Regions from separate parts of the Sus scrofa genome. Here regions 2 and 3 are each linked to region 1. A link is a contact called in public HiChIP or PLAC-seq data. All regions are on one chromosome and are shown on one strand. The core of a region is the stretch at or near the end of the contact, and the rest is flanking DNA. Distances in the headings are between cores, read along the strand shown.

Region 1 (3,824 bases), core at 1,004-3,503:
AATGGAAAAGAATCTGAAAAAATAAATGTAACTGAATTTTTGATGTACCCCTGAAATTAACACAATATTATAAATCAACTATGCTTCAATATAAAAACATTTCAAATTAAAAAAATAATAGGATCCACCTCAATTTTGAGCTGGGGATTAAGTGAGATAAAGCCTGAGAGTGGTTGGCACAAAGCTTATATTAAGTAATGGTCAAAAAATCTGCTAAGGCACAAACAAGAACTGGAGGGCAGAGTGCAGGCGCCCCTGGAGCCAGCTGGTGTCTCTGTGCCAACAGCTGCCTGAGTCCTTCTGCAGCTTACTTTTTTTTTTTAGTGAAACTTTTTAAGAAAGGAAAATGTACATAGGCAATTCATGTAGCTTGGGGAATTTTCTCAAAGTATACACACCCATGAAACTGATCCTCAGATCAAGAAAGTGTTCCTTACATGTGTTTCAGGTCAACATATAGTCTCCTTTGGCTAGGGTAACCCCTTTCTGACTTCTAACAAACTGGGCTAGTAGTGTTTGCACCTGAATTTTATATAAATGGAATCATACAATATATACCCTTTTGCGTTTGACTTCTTTCAGTCATCACTGTTTGTGAGCGCCATCCAAGATGTTATAGATAGTTGTAATTTATTTATCCTTACTGCATGCACTCTTCTATGAATAAACCATATATTTTTTTAATCCAAGCTATGGTTGACGGGTTTTTGTGCATGTCCAGTGCTTAATTACTAGGAACAGTGCTCCTCTACCAATCTTAAACGTGGCTTTTGACAAATGCATTTCTTTTGGTTATGTGTTAGATCAAATCAAATTAACTTGCCATTTTTGTAGATCAAAAACAGCCAAATGTTGGCAATTTCATCTGGTTCAATATAGTACTTAGGCACAGAAAAGTTGGGTCATGTGACAACCTTAGCTGATACTGCCAGGGCTTTGGCAAAGGGGTTGCACCAACCTATACTCCCACCAGTGGTGCATTAGTTTCCAATTTTACAGCTCTTTAAACAAAGGCTACCCAGGTCCCTCTGCTGAGTCATAGCTGCCAACATCTGTTCTTATGGGCCCTTTTGAATCATGAATTCACAGTATTCTCTGTGTTTACTTCCCCTTGGGAAGGTCTTTTGATGATTCTAACCCTGACTGAGCTGCATTTTAACATGTGAACAATGTGTCTTTACGGAGGACGGTTGTGATGGTGGCAAAAGGAATCAAACTGAGAGGACAAGGAACAAAGGTGGTTTTCCTCCAAAGATAACCTTGGAGAGCCTAAGCTTGATTGATATTAAAGACGGTGACCTCTTCCTACACCAATAATTTTCAATTTGTGCTCAGATAGGAAATAGGAAATGAGAGGACAGGAGATAAAGCTCTTTCCTCTTGCCCGCATCCAGAGAAACTAGATATTTCCAGGCTGTTGGAATTGATGTCCATCCACCAAATGGAGGCAGAGTGGGAGACTTTTCTCCCTGAGCTTCACGCTCTTGGGCCTGACAGCGCGCATTTATCCATTAACAGTAGGCTCAGTGCCCGGCGCCCCTGGTACCTTTAGGGAGGGACTCACAGAAACATTTTAAATTCCTTTAACATCAGGAGGAAAAAAAAAATTTAGGTTGAAAGAAATGTCATTTCATAATATTAATATATTCCTCTTTATATTAATGTAGTTTTAAGATTTTTTTTTAATTTTTAAAGATTTTATGGAGGAAATTGCCCATGGAGACAAAAGTGCCAACCAGGACTCATGAAGGTTGTAATGAAACTCTGGTGCCTGGATCAGACAACCCACTAGCTAAACTCAGCAGTGTGGATTATCCAGATCCATTGGCCCTCTCTGTTCTGTTTCCCTTGGAAATGTCTTTGGTAGTTCTTTCCCTGCCTCAGTCACGCCCCGAGGATAAGGAAAAGAGAACTGGGTGCATATTTGAGCCAAACACCAAAAAGGGTTCACAGGGAAATTCTTCATTTCACTTTATGGCAAAGAATAGGGTAGCATCTAGAGGTCCCCTAGATCTGCATCCAGAATTGGGGTGAAATCTTCAGACATCATGATCACACTCCCTGAGGGGAAAGGGAGTGGGGGTTCTGGTGAGGACAGGACTACGTAATTTTCCGGATCCCAGTATAGGCAGAGTGATGCCTGGACCTCAGGCCTGCTTTAGTTCCTATCTGTTTCCTCTTTCTTCTTCCTCCCTGCAACATACACATACCCAGAGACTAATTTGGGGGCTGGAATCTGAGACATCCAGATCTTATTTCTTCCAAACATGTCTCTGTTGGGCTGGCCTTCAAGGAAATATAGAATGATGAATAGCTGTTTGCTGGCTGGAGGAATTTGGAAAGGACAAGCTATTTAAAGCCCTGAGAAGAACAACCAGGTTGGGAGTGTATCTTGTGTGGTATGGGGTGGGGGTGGGGGTGGGATAAAAGTGTCATTTTGCAAAAGACTCATTATTCAAAATATGTCCAACATGGACCTGATCTATTTTATTTCTATATTTCTACTTCAATTAAAGCAGAGAGGGAGATGAACAGGAAACCAATTTAGAAGAGTGAAAAAGAAAGCAGAGAGATGGATGCAGTCAGGAAGCCATGATTCTCCATGCTGCTCTGCTACAAATTTGCTGAGTGATCCATGAAAAAGGATCCAAGCTCTCAGAACTTCAGTTTCTATGTCTTCGAAAAGAAGTGACGAGCTAATCCTGCAGGTCTTCTCTGGCTTTCAAATTTTAGCACATAGTAGGTGCTCCAACAGTAATTATGAGGGAGTGAGTGTTTGTGGCTGGACCAAGGTCACACAGGTGTGAAACCTGCCAGCGGAGGTGATAAGTGCCTCAACAATAGTGGCAAGTCCAGGAAGCTGAGCCCATCTGTAGACAGCATTTGCACCGCCATAAAAATAGCATAACAAGATGATATTGAAATATCCTACTATTTAACTTAATAATTTAAATGTTTGCCTAATGAGGTGGACTTGATTGGATTAGGGCATTCACAATTAATTTTGATAGATCATTTTACACATTGGTGTTGCATTCTTCTGAACCAGGAGGTGGAACGGAAGTGCAAAATGTTTACGTTCAAATGAGCATGTGATTTTGCAAAAAACATTAATCCCAGATCATGCACACTAAGTCAATTTCAGAAATGGCTTCTAGATATATTATTAGAAATTGCTCTTCAAATATAAAAAGCTTGTAATAGAGTTCTGTCCATTTTTCCTTTGGCTGATGGAAGTTGTTTTATAAATATGCCTATGATATGATGTTTTCTTCATCCAAGCCTTTTGGTACTAATTGCAACTTTTTAAACAGTGTAAGTAGTAGCTGTCATGAGCACTTTGAATCCTATTACAAATACCTATTTCTGAACAATTTCACGTTTAGGGAGGCATTCTTTCTTCAAATTTTTTAACTATGTTTTTCCCCTATTTTTTGAAAAGCACTTGAATTGGAAACTGTGCACCTCCCCCTCCCCCACTTTTTTAGTTAAGGGAATGATCGTGTTATGTAATAGGAAAGTGGCTCCAGTCCCCAACTTTATCTACCCCCTCAAAAATCAAAGAGCCAAGCGTGGTCACATCTGCCCTCAAAGTCAGGAATAAGCAAGGCAAATGACTTTGGGAAAGACAGATTGAAATGAGGCTAATCACTTCTATCCCAGAGATCCAGGAAAACACTTTCCTCAGTACCACCGCTGTCAGATCAGAATTCCATCTCTGTTTTTTATCAGAATGCTATCTGATGTAAGGTGTCCATGGGTAATATGCTTTTTGGAGAATTCTCTGTGTCTCAATACCCTCCTCTGAAAAAAGGAGATAAATT
Region 2 (3,883 bases), core at 1,109-3,608, 320 kb before region 1:
TGGCCCAGCCCCAGAAGTCATGCAGCACCACCCCCACTGCATTCTATCCACTGATACAGTCAGCAAGTCGTGTCCAGTTCAAGGGGAGAGGAAATCGACTCCACTTCTCAATGGGAAAGTGATAAAGCTCTGAAGAGTACATGTGGCTGGATATATGCTGTAGCCAGTTTTGGAAAATACAATATGCTGTACTCTGATCTATGTTTATCTGTTACCCTGGTGCCCCACCTCCAACCACCACCTCATCCTCACAGGGCCTTGCACACGGTGCAGTGTTGGTATATGTGTTTGAAATTTATTTGGGTGCTCTAACTTGAGAAGATAAAACCCCAAGCCTTGGCTCATTCCTGCCATTATCAATGTGTGGATACCATGGTCCAGAAATCCCTGGAGAGGTCAGCTGTGGGCAGGAAGCGCAGCCATGCACCAGGGTACTCTAGAACTGCTAGTAAGTGACTAGTGAACTGAACAAGCAAGATCCTGGCTAAAGTTGGGGTTATTTTTATTATTTATTTATTTATTTATTTATTTTATTCTCAGAAGCAGTCAAATTCCAGTATTTCTAGAAATATCCAAACCAGCCAAATTCCAGTAGCGAGGTAGATAGATAGATGGAGACACCCAAAGTATTTGCAATAGAATTTGACTCCTACTCATTTCTGTAAAAGCCTGTCAAAGAAACAACTGTTGTCACCCATCAGCAGAATACTAGTCTATCCCCTTTTGGTAACATTCTACCTCTATTGATATTTCTGTCAACACCACTGTCATCAGTACAACAAAAGATGTTTTACAATGGTAATAAGCAGTACCAGGAACCATAAGTATACAAAAACAATTCAGCATTCTTCAGGCTCAGGAAATAATAGTTGGATGTTCTAGCAGTCCCTAATATGACATATATCATCAATTGAACTCAAAAAATTAGATTGGGAAAAATAACATCAGTCTTAAGACAATCTACTAAATTTCTGTTTTGGGATTAATATTAATAAGCTGATGATATTATTATACATACCCAAACCAGATGTGCAAGGATATCTAGCCCATTCTTTTATTTGACTCTTATTTATAATTCTGTCTTGCAATATTGTTACGTGTTAATTACAATAAAAACTCCATTAGTATTTCCATTATGAGTGTCATTATATGAAAAGAATAAATGAGGCTGGATCCTTATCTTGAAATGCAAAGTATAGAGTTTATTTTGGAAATGAAGGAAGCACTGATATTATTATTATTATTATTTTTTTTTGTCTTTTTGCTATTTCTTTGGGCCGCTCCCGAGGCATATGGAGGTTCCCAGGCTAGGGGTCTTATCGGAGCTGTAGCCGCTGGCCTACGCCAGAGCCACAGCAACGTGGGTTCCGAGCCGCGTCTGCAACCTACACCGCAGCTCACGGCAACGCTGGATCGTTAACCCACTGAGCAAGAGCAAGGACCGAACCCGCAACCTCATGGTTCCTAGTCGGATTCGCTAACCACTGCGCCACGACGGGAACTCCAGCACTGATATTATTAATGAAGAAAACAAAACAATAATTATATGACCACAAAGAGTAACCAGGATCCTGATCCCTGAACAAACCAATTGTTTGTTCTTTCCTGAAATGACATTATACTGCCCTGACTCACCCTTGAGTTAGAATAGATTCAATGGCGAAAGTACTCGTATATTCTAGGAGTTCTCATCGTGGCACAGCAGAAATGAATCCGACTAGGAACCATGCGGTTGCGAGTTCGATCCTTGGCCTTGCTCCATGGGTTAAGGATCTGGTGTTGCTGTGAGCTGTGGTGTAGGTTGCAGACACTGCTTGGATCTGGTTTTGATGTAGCTGTGGCATAATAGATCGGCAGCTGTAGTTCTGATTCAACCGCTAGCCTGGGAACCTTCATATGCTGCAGGTATGGCCCTAAAAAGCAAACAAACAACAACAAAACAAAACAAAACAAAAAGAAACAAAAAAACCCAACTCATATATTCTATATGTGGATAAAAACCTTTATGAAGTCATCTAAATGCATGTCTACACATTAAGAAATTAACTCCCTTAGAAAAGGCACTTGTTTATTAATACTGAAAATAAGAACACGTGCTAAATATATGGGTTTGACCCACTAGGGAAATGGGAAGTAAATTCCCAAGCAGCCTTAGGTCTGGGTCTGGGGCACCTTTACTTGTCCACCTGCAGAGATAACTGGATCCTTTGCAGATTCCAGGAAGGCAGGTAGTGATGTGCTGGCTGATGTCAGCCAAACACACTTGCCCTGGACAGAGCCATGGAAAAGACAAGTGGTCTGGACCTTAAACTGTGTCAGATAAGACATACCAGGGGATAAATACTGCAACTATAAATACAGCTCAAGGAACTGGATCGTTTTTCAGGCTGTTGAATTTTAAATGCCTGCCAAGCAGGGTGTAATATCTGGGACTCTCTATTTTTGCAACTCTGCTGCAAGAAATGGCTAAAGTCCAATTAATTTAACCAAGAAAATCTGGGAAGTGAGGTCCAGAAGAGTTAAATCGTCTGATCCAAGTTTAGAATTGTAATTAGTTTTACAAATTTTAGGATGCTGTTTGGAGGAAATTCGATTTAAACCTAAGTTTTAGTTAAGCCCACAATGATAGACTAAAGAAATATTGGGCACACTAAAGACAGCTGAATATTGATTAATTTCGCTATTGCAGTTGTAAGAGTCAGACCACTTAGATATATGAATTGCATCAAGTTTTCTGACTGGCCATGGGGAGGGAGGATAATTCAGAAAGTTGAAGACAGCAGGGAAATCCCCTCTTCTAAATAAAATCAAACGAAACAAAACCCTACGAAGCTTTAGTGCAAACAAATGCTGCATTATTTAGATTTTGTTGATTATAAGCGACAGAAACCAAATTTACATGGCTTCTGCAGCCAAAAGGGATTTAGTGGCTTACATAACTGAAAAAGTGCAAGGATAGCATAGCTTCAGGCATGGCTGGATACAGGTGTTTAAACAGGGCCATCCAGACTTGATGTCTCTATCTCTCCTATCTGCTCTGGTTGGCTTTGCTCCCAAGCAGTCTCTTTCCATGAGCTATACCTCTGCAGCCCCAGACTTATATTCTCTCAGCTTTAAGTTCTGCAGAAAGAGGACTTATATAGCTGCTTCCCGGTTTTTCAGTTTTAAGAATTAACAAGGGATTTCCTACTCTGGGTCCGTACTTTGTAGGGCCCAGAGTAGTTTTCAGTCAGAGCTCACACCTGAGACGTGGAAAATTATGATTATTTTCTCATTTCTGCATGAGTTATTTTTCCCGTTGTTTGGAATTTTACCGAGTCTCTTTAGTTTATGAAATCGATGGTGTACTAATCACAAATCTGAGACTTCCGTCTGAGTAAGTATCCTTTCATTGTGTTCAATCACATTAGTCTTTTGTCATCTCTATCATCCTGAAGAACTTTTTCAATTCCAACCTAGATCAGTTGCTTAATAGGCCTATGGCACAACTTTGGTCCTGGGCTCTTCCTTCCCCCATGATATATGTGTTAGAGACCTTCTCTTTCTCTGTCATTGTTTACTGCTTTACTTTATAGAGCACATCCGGCAGGTGCTGCTTGAGAAAGGCTGTCTGGAGAGATACATTGTTTTTCAGACTTTGTCTAAAATATCTTTATTCGACACTTATACTTTGTTAATTTGGTTGAATAAAGTTCTGCCTTGGAAATAGCTTCGCAGTAAAGTTTTGAAGGTATTGCTTCCCTGTTTTCTAGCTCTCAGCATAGCTGTTGAAAAATCTGATGCCATTCTGAGTTTTGTTCCAACATCTCTCTCTCTTTCTCATCACTTATAGGATCTCCTTGTCCTCAGCATTTTGGAATTTTATGGTGCTCTGCCTTGGTGC
Region 3 (3,803 bases), core at 425-2,924, 370 kb before region 1:
TCTTTTGAAAGTCTGGATGGAAAGACCAGCTTTCCTCTCCATGTGTTTACCCACAGCACTATCAATGCCTGTCGGCTCCTCTTCCCTTTTTGTTTGTTTGTTTTAAATGCACAAGCAGCAAATCAGCAGAAATTGCTCCCCAGAGGCTGGGTACAATTTATGAGTTAGGTCAGCACTTCAGTGGTAATGTTGCCTGGTTATTTACTGTGTCATCACAGAGTAGGGACTGGTTTTCCCGTTAGCTGTTCCTTTGGCAGAATCCCTCCCACCGGTCAGGGAAGATTAATTTGTTCTCTTCAGAGTAACACAATACTTCACCCATCTCAGGTCCTAGCTAAAGTCCTTTAGCTTGAGGGGAGGAATCTTACTATTATCCCTTTTAATGGCAGGATTTCTTCCAAGACCCTAATCCCTGGAAAACCCATGAAGACATTTCGTAGCATCTGAACTGCGCGTGGCTTCTGGTGATCACTTGGGGCCATCCTCGGCAGTTCAGAAATCTCTGGCATGGACACTAAGAGATGGGTAGCATCAGACATTAGGAAGCACTTCAGAGAGTTTTCAGAAGGCAGGTTTTTCATACCAGTGGGAGAGCCTAATGTTTCATGATAGTCCCAGGGACAAGGTGTTAAAATAAATTCCAGTTTGTGCATGGGTAAGGGGAGCAAGGAAGGAAGGGAGGAGGAGAAGGAAGAGGGGGAGCGGGGAGGATTAAAGCAGACTCAAAAGCAGAAGTATCCTCACTGCCTTCCCTGAAGAAAGTGTACTGAGGGCACGGTGACACTGACATTTTTATAGGCACTCAGAAGGACAGGTTTTTTCCCTGCTGAGGATTGAGGTTCTGTGGTCTAGGGAGCCAGTTATTCAGGTGTGGCCCATCTCAATTTTGTTGGCAGATGGTCCTGCAGAGTACCTAAATCTCTGACCGACACGGTGACATAATACTTTTCATCACTTTGGAGTATTCAGTCTGTTCATTTTTTCACAGGCGAAGAGCTACAGGGTTCCATCACTGCATCCTTGTTCTAACAGATTTTTCTTAATCTGTCATTCATCTTTCTTCACTTAGTTTCTTAACTGTATCATAGGTGCAAATACAGCCAGTGGCCTCTCAGTAAGGCTAATAATCAAGTTGATGATATTTGTGTGCTGGGTAAATGAAAAAGCATGGTCAGAGTTATTAGACATTATGAAAAGAAAAAAATGAAACATATGATATAGAAAAATCTTTGGAACTTCCATTCAATAACCAGATTGTCTGAATTCAAACCAATTTCCTGGTCACTTTGCTTTTCCTCAGCAAATATCAAGCTTTTATATGCCAGAGAATGTGCTAAGCTTTTAACACATGTTTTCTCATTTAAATCATATATAGCTCTGTAAAGAAGATATTTTTCCCCCCATTTTACAGATGAGAAAATTAAGGCTAAGAATAGTTAAGTAACTTGCCAGGGGTCACATGGCTAGTGAGGGTAGAACTGAGAATTGATCCCAGGCAGCCTGGGTTCAGAACCCAAGCCCCTAAGTTCTGTGCTATCCCACACCCCCTGTTTATATAGATAGATAAGTGTGGTGCCTTCATTTTTCTGAACAAACTCCTTGTGACCTTCCTCAGTATGACCCATTTCCTCTCCCCTAAATATAGCAAGTCATGCCATGCCGTGGCTCTCATGTTTCTCTGTCACACAGAGTAGCAATGCCTGATGAGTGTAATAGTAGAAGGGCTGTAGTGGCCCAGGAGCTTAAGGAGCGTGTGAAAACCTCCCTTCAGAAGCTTGCCCAGAGTTGCCATTGAGACCTCGTGCGCTTTGGGGGGACAGTGAGTTCATGAATGGAGTCAAGTTACCTGCTTTAATACCAACAGAAGTGCAGTGCCTTTGTGAGGACTGCTGAGATGGGTAGCAGCCTTCTGCTGACTTTAGGATATTTCCTGGCATCTGTTCAAGCGTAAGCTGATTGCAAAGCCTGCTGGAGTTACAGTTCATACTAAAGGCAGAGTAGATAACAGGTACATATAATACTTTCTCCACGTTGCGCCTCCATATTCCTTGAAGGGGAGGAGTAAGAAAGGACCGAAGTGAAAGACTATCTAAAAAATTCATTCACTCCCTCAGTCAGTCTGTGGTCTATACACAGACAAACATTTCTTGAGTGCCTGTTCTGTGTGCCAGTCCCTGAACCAAACACTGGATAAACCAAAGGAAGCAAAACAAATATGTTCCTAACTTCTTGGAACCTAAAGTCTAGCGAAGGAAGATAGAAGATTAAAAGGGAAATGCATACTTGGATACATAAGCAGATATACATATCACTGTGAAAAGTGCCAAGCAGCTCAAGACTTTGTTCCCCAATGAGGTTCAGAGTGAAAATTAAGTAACTCCATTGACAGGTGAGTGTTGTAGCTCTCGCCCAGGATGTCATCCCTCCTTAGTCCACACATGATCATCTCCATGTTTTCTCTGGCTTTTGACCAGTTAAAATTTGTCCAGACCTGACCCCCTTGCTATACAGTGGGAAAATAAATAAATATATTAAAAAAAATTTGTCCAGATTTACTGAGATATAATGGACATAATAATGTTGGTGTGAAGTTAAGGTGTACAGTGGGATGGTTCCATACATGTAGATATTGGAAAATGATTTCCACAATAAGGTAAGTTTACACTTCACAAGTTACTGTTGTTGTTTTTTTTTTTTTTTTTTCCTGATGAGAAAATTCAAAAACTACTCTCCCAGCACTTTCAAGTATGTAAGACAGTATTTTTAACTACAGTCACCCTGCTGTATATTATATCGCCAGAGTTTGTTTGTCTTATAACTGGAAGTTTGTCCCCTCTCGCTAATATCTCCCCATTTCCACCAACCCCTAGTCTCCTGAAACCACCATTCTCATCTCCCGTTTCTCTGAGTTCAGCCTTTTCAGATTCCACACATATGTGAGATCATGTAGTATTTGTCTTTCTCTATCTGACTTCACTTAGCATAATGCCTTCAAGGTCACCCATGTTGTTGCAAACGGCAGTTTCCTTCTTTTTTATGGATGAATTTTTATCACATTCAAAGTATACATTATACAACAATGTATAATGTATTATATACAATATCATTTATCACATGAAATATGTATATGTATATGTGTGTGTATATATATATATATGACATTTTTTATGCATTCATCTGTTGATGTATATTTAGGTTATTTCTATGTCTTGGCTATTGTAAATAACACATAACAACAATTTTAAGGGGCTCTGCCCTTCCTCCACTTTTACCCCATTCTCCTGTGTGGCTTCTGAAGTGACTAATAAAGTAAGCCTGGCTTCCCAGGAAGATGTCTGTCAGTCATGAACATGCCCATATCACTTAGTAAGCAACTTACCGACCTGCTTCATAGCTTTGAGCATGGAAGCAGCAAGAGAAAGGTCACCCAAAGAGGCAGCTGTGCATGTGTATTAACCACTCATCAAAATCAAATGACAAAACCATAAGCCAGGAAAACAGAAATTAAAAATATAAAAGGCAAATGTCTTCAAAATTTTATTTTTAAAGTCCAGCTGTTATTTGGCTTGAATATGATAAGACAGCATTTCTTGTTCACCATGATATTTATAAAACTACAAATTCATTGGTGCTGGGGGCTTAGGAAACATGTTTAAGGTCTTGCTATATTTTGGAGCATTTGGTGCCTTTATATGTATTAAGCAAACAAAATTCATTAGCTCCTATGTCGGGCATGTAGGAAGAGGGGCGTCAATTAGCTGAGTCTGTCACCATGTATTAAGAATGATGAACAGATGTTTAAC

The links. HiChIP or PLAC-seq counts read pairs in DNA pulled down with a chosen protein or histone mark.
Region 2: an H3K27ac HiChIP or PLAC-seq map of skeletal muscle shows a contact between it and region 1. The contact joins two enhancer-like sites. A contact is called at or near these places in 2 of 47 Hi-C or Micro-C datasets (epiblast stem cells and skeletal muscle) and 1 of 2 datasets of contacts at active chromatin or transcription factors (skeletal muscle).
Region 3: a contact with region 1 is called in an H3K27ac HiChIP or PLAC-seq map of skeletal muscle. The contact joins two enhancer-like sites. A contact is called at or near these places in 1 of 47 Hi-C or Micro-C datasets (embryonic fibroblasts) and 1 of 2 datasets of contacts at active chromatin or transcription factors (skeletal muscle).

The regions. Positions count from the first base shown.
Region 1 is chr2:43,392,573-43,396,396 of Sscrofa11.1, forward strand. No RefSeq gene overlaps it. Among named protein-coding and RNA genes, the nearest start is that of INSC, 620 kb to the right of the region's middle. Within about 2 kb of position 2,254, at least 5 of the 83 cell types and tissues checked have an H3K27ac peak or open chromatin away from gene starts, as enhancers often do. A contact at or near this core is called in skeletal muscle, where this site is marked.
Region 2 is chr2:43,074,338-43,078,220 of Sscrofa11.1, forward strand. No RefSeq gene overlaps it. Among named protein-coding and RNA genes, the nearest start is that of SOX6, 630 kb to the left of the region's middle. Within about 2 kb of position 2,359, at least 1 of the 83 cell types and tissues checked has an H3K27ac peak or open chromatin away from gene starts, as enhancers often do. A contact at or near this core is called in skeletal muscle, where this site is marked.
Region 3 is chr2:43,024,422-43,028,224 of Sscrofa11.1, forward strand. All of the region lies in intron 15 of SOX6 (transcription factor SOX-6), which reads left to right. Among named protein-coding and RNA genes, the nearest start is that of SOX6, 580 kb to the left of the region's middle. Within about 2 kb of position 1,675, at least 2 of the 83 cell types and tissues checked have an H3K27ac peak or open chromatin away from gene starts, as enhancers often do. A contact at or near this core is called in skeletal muscle, where this site is marked.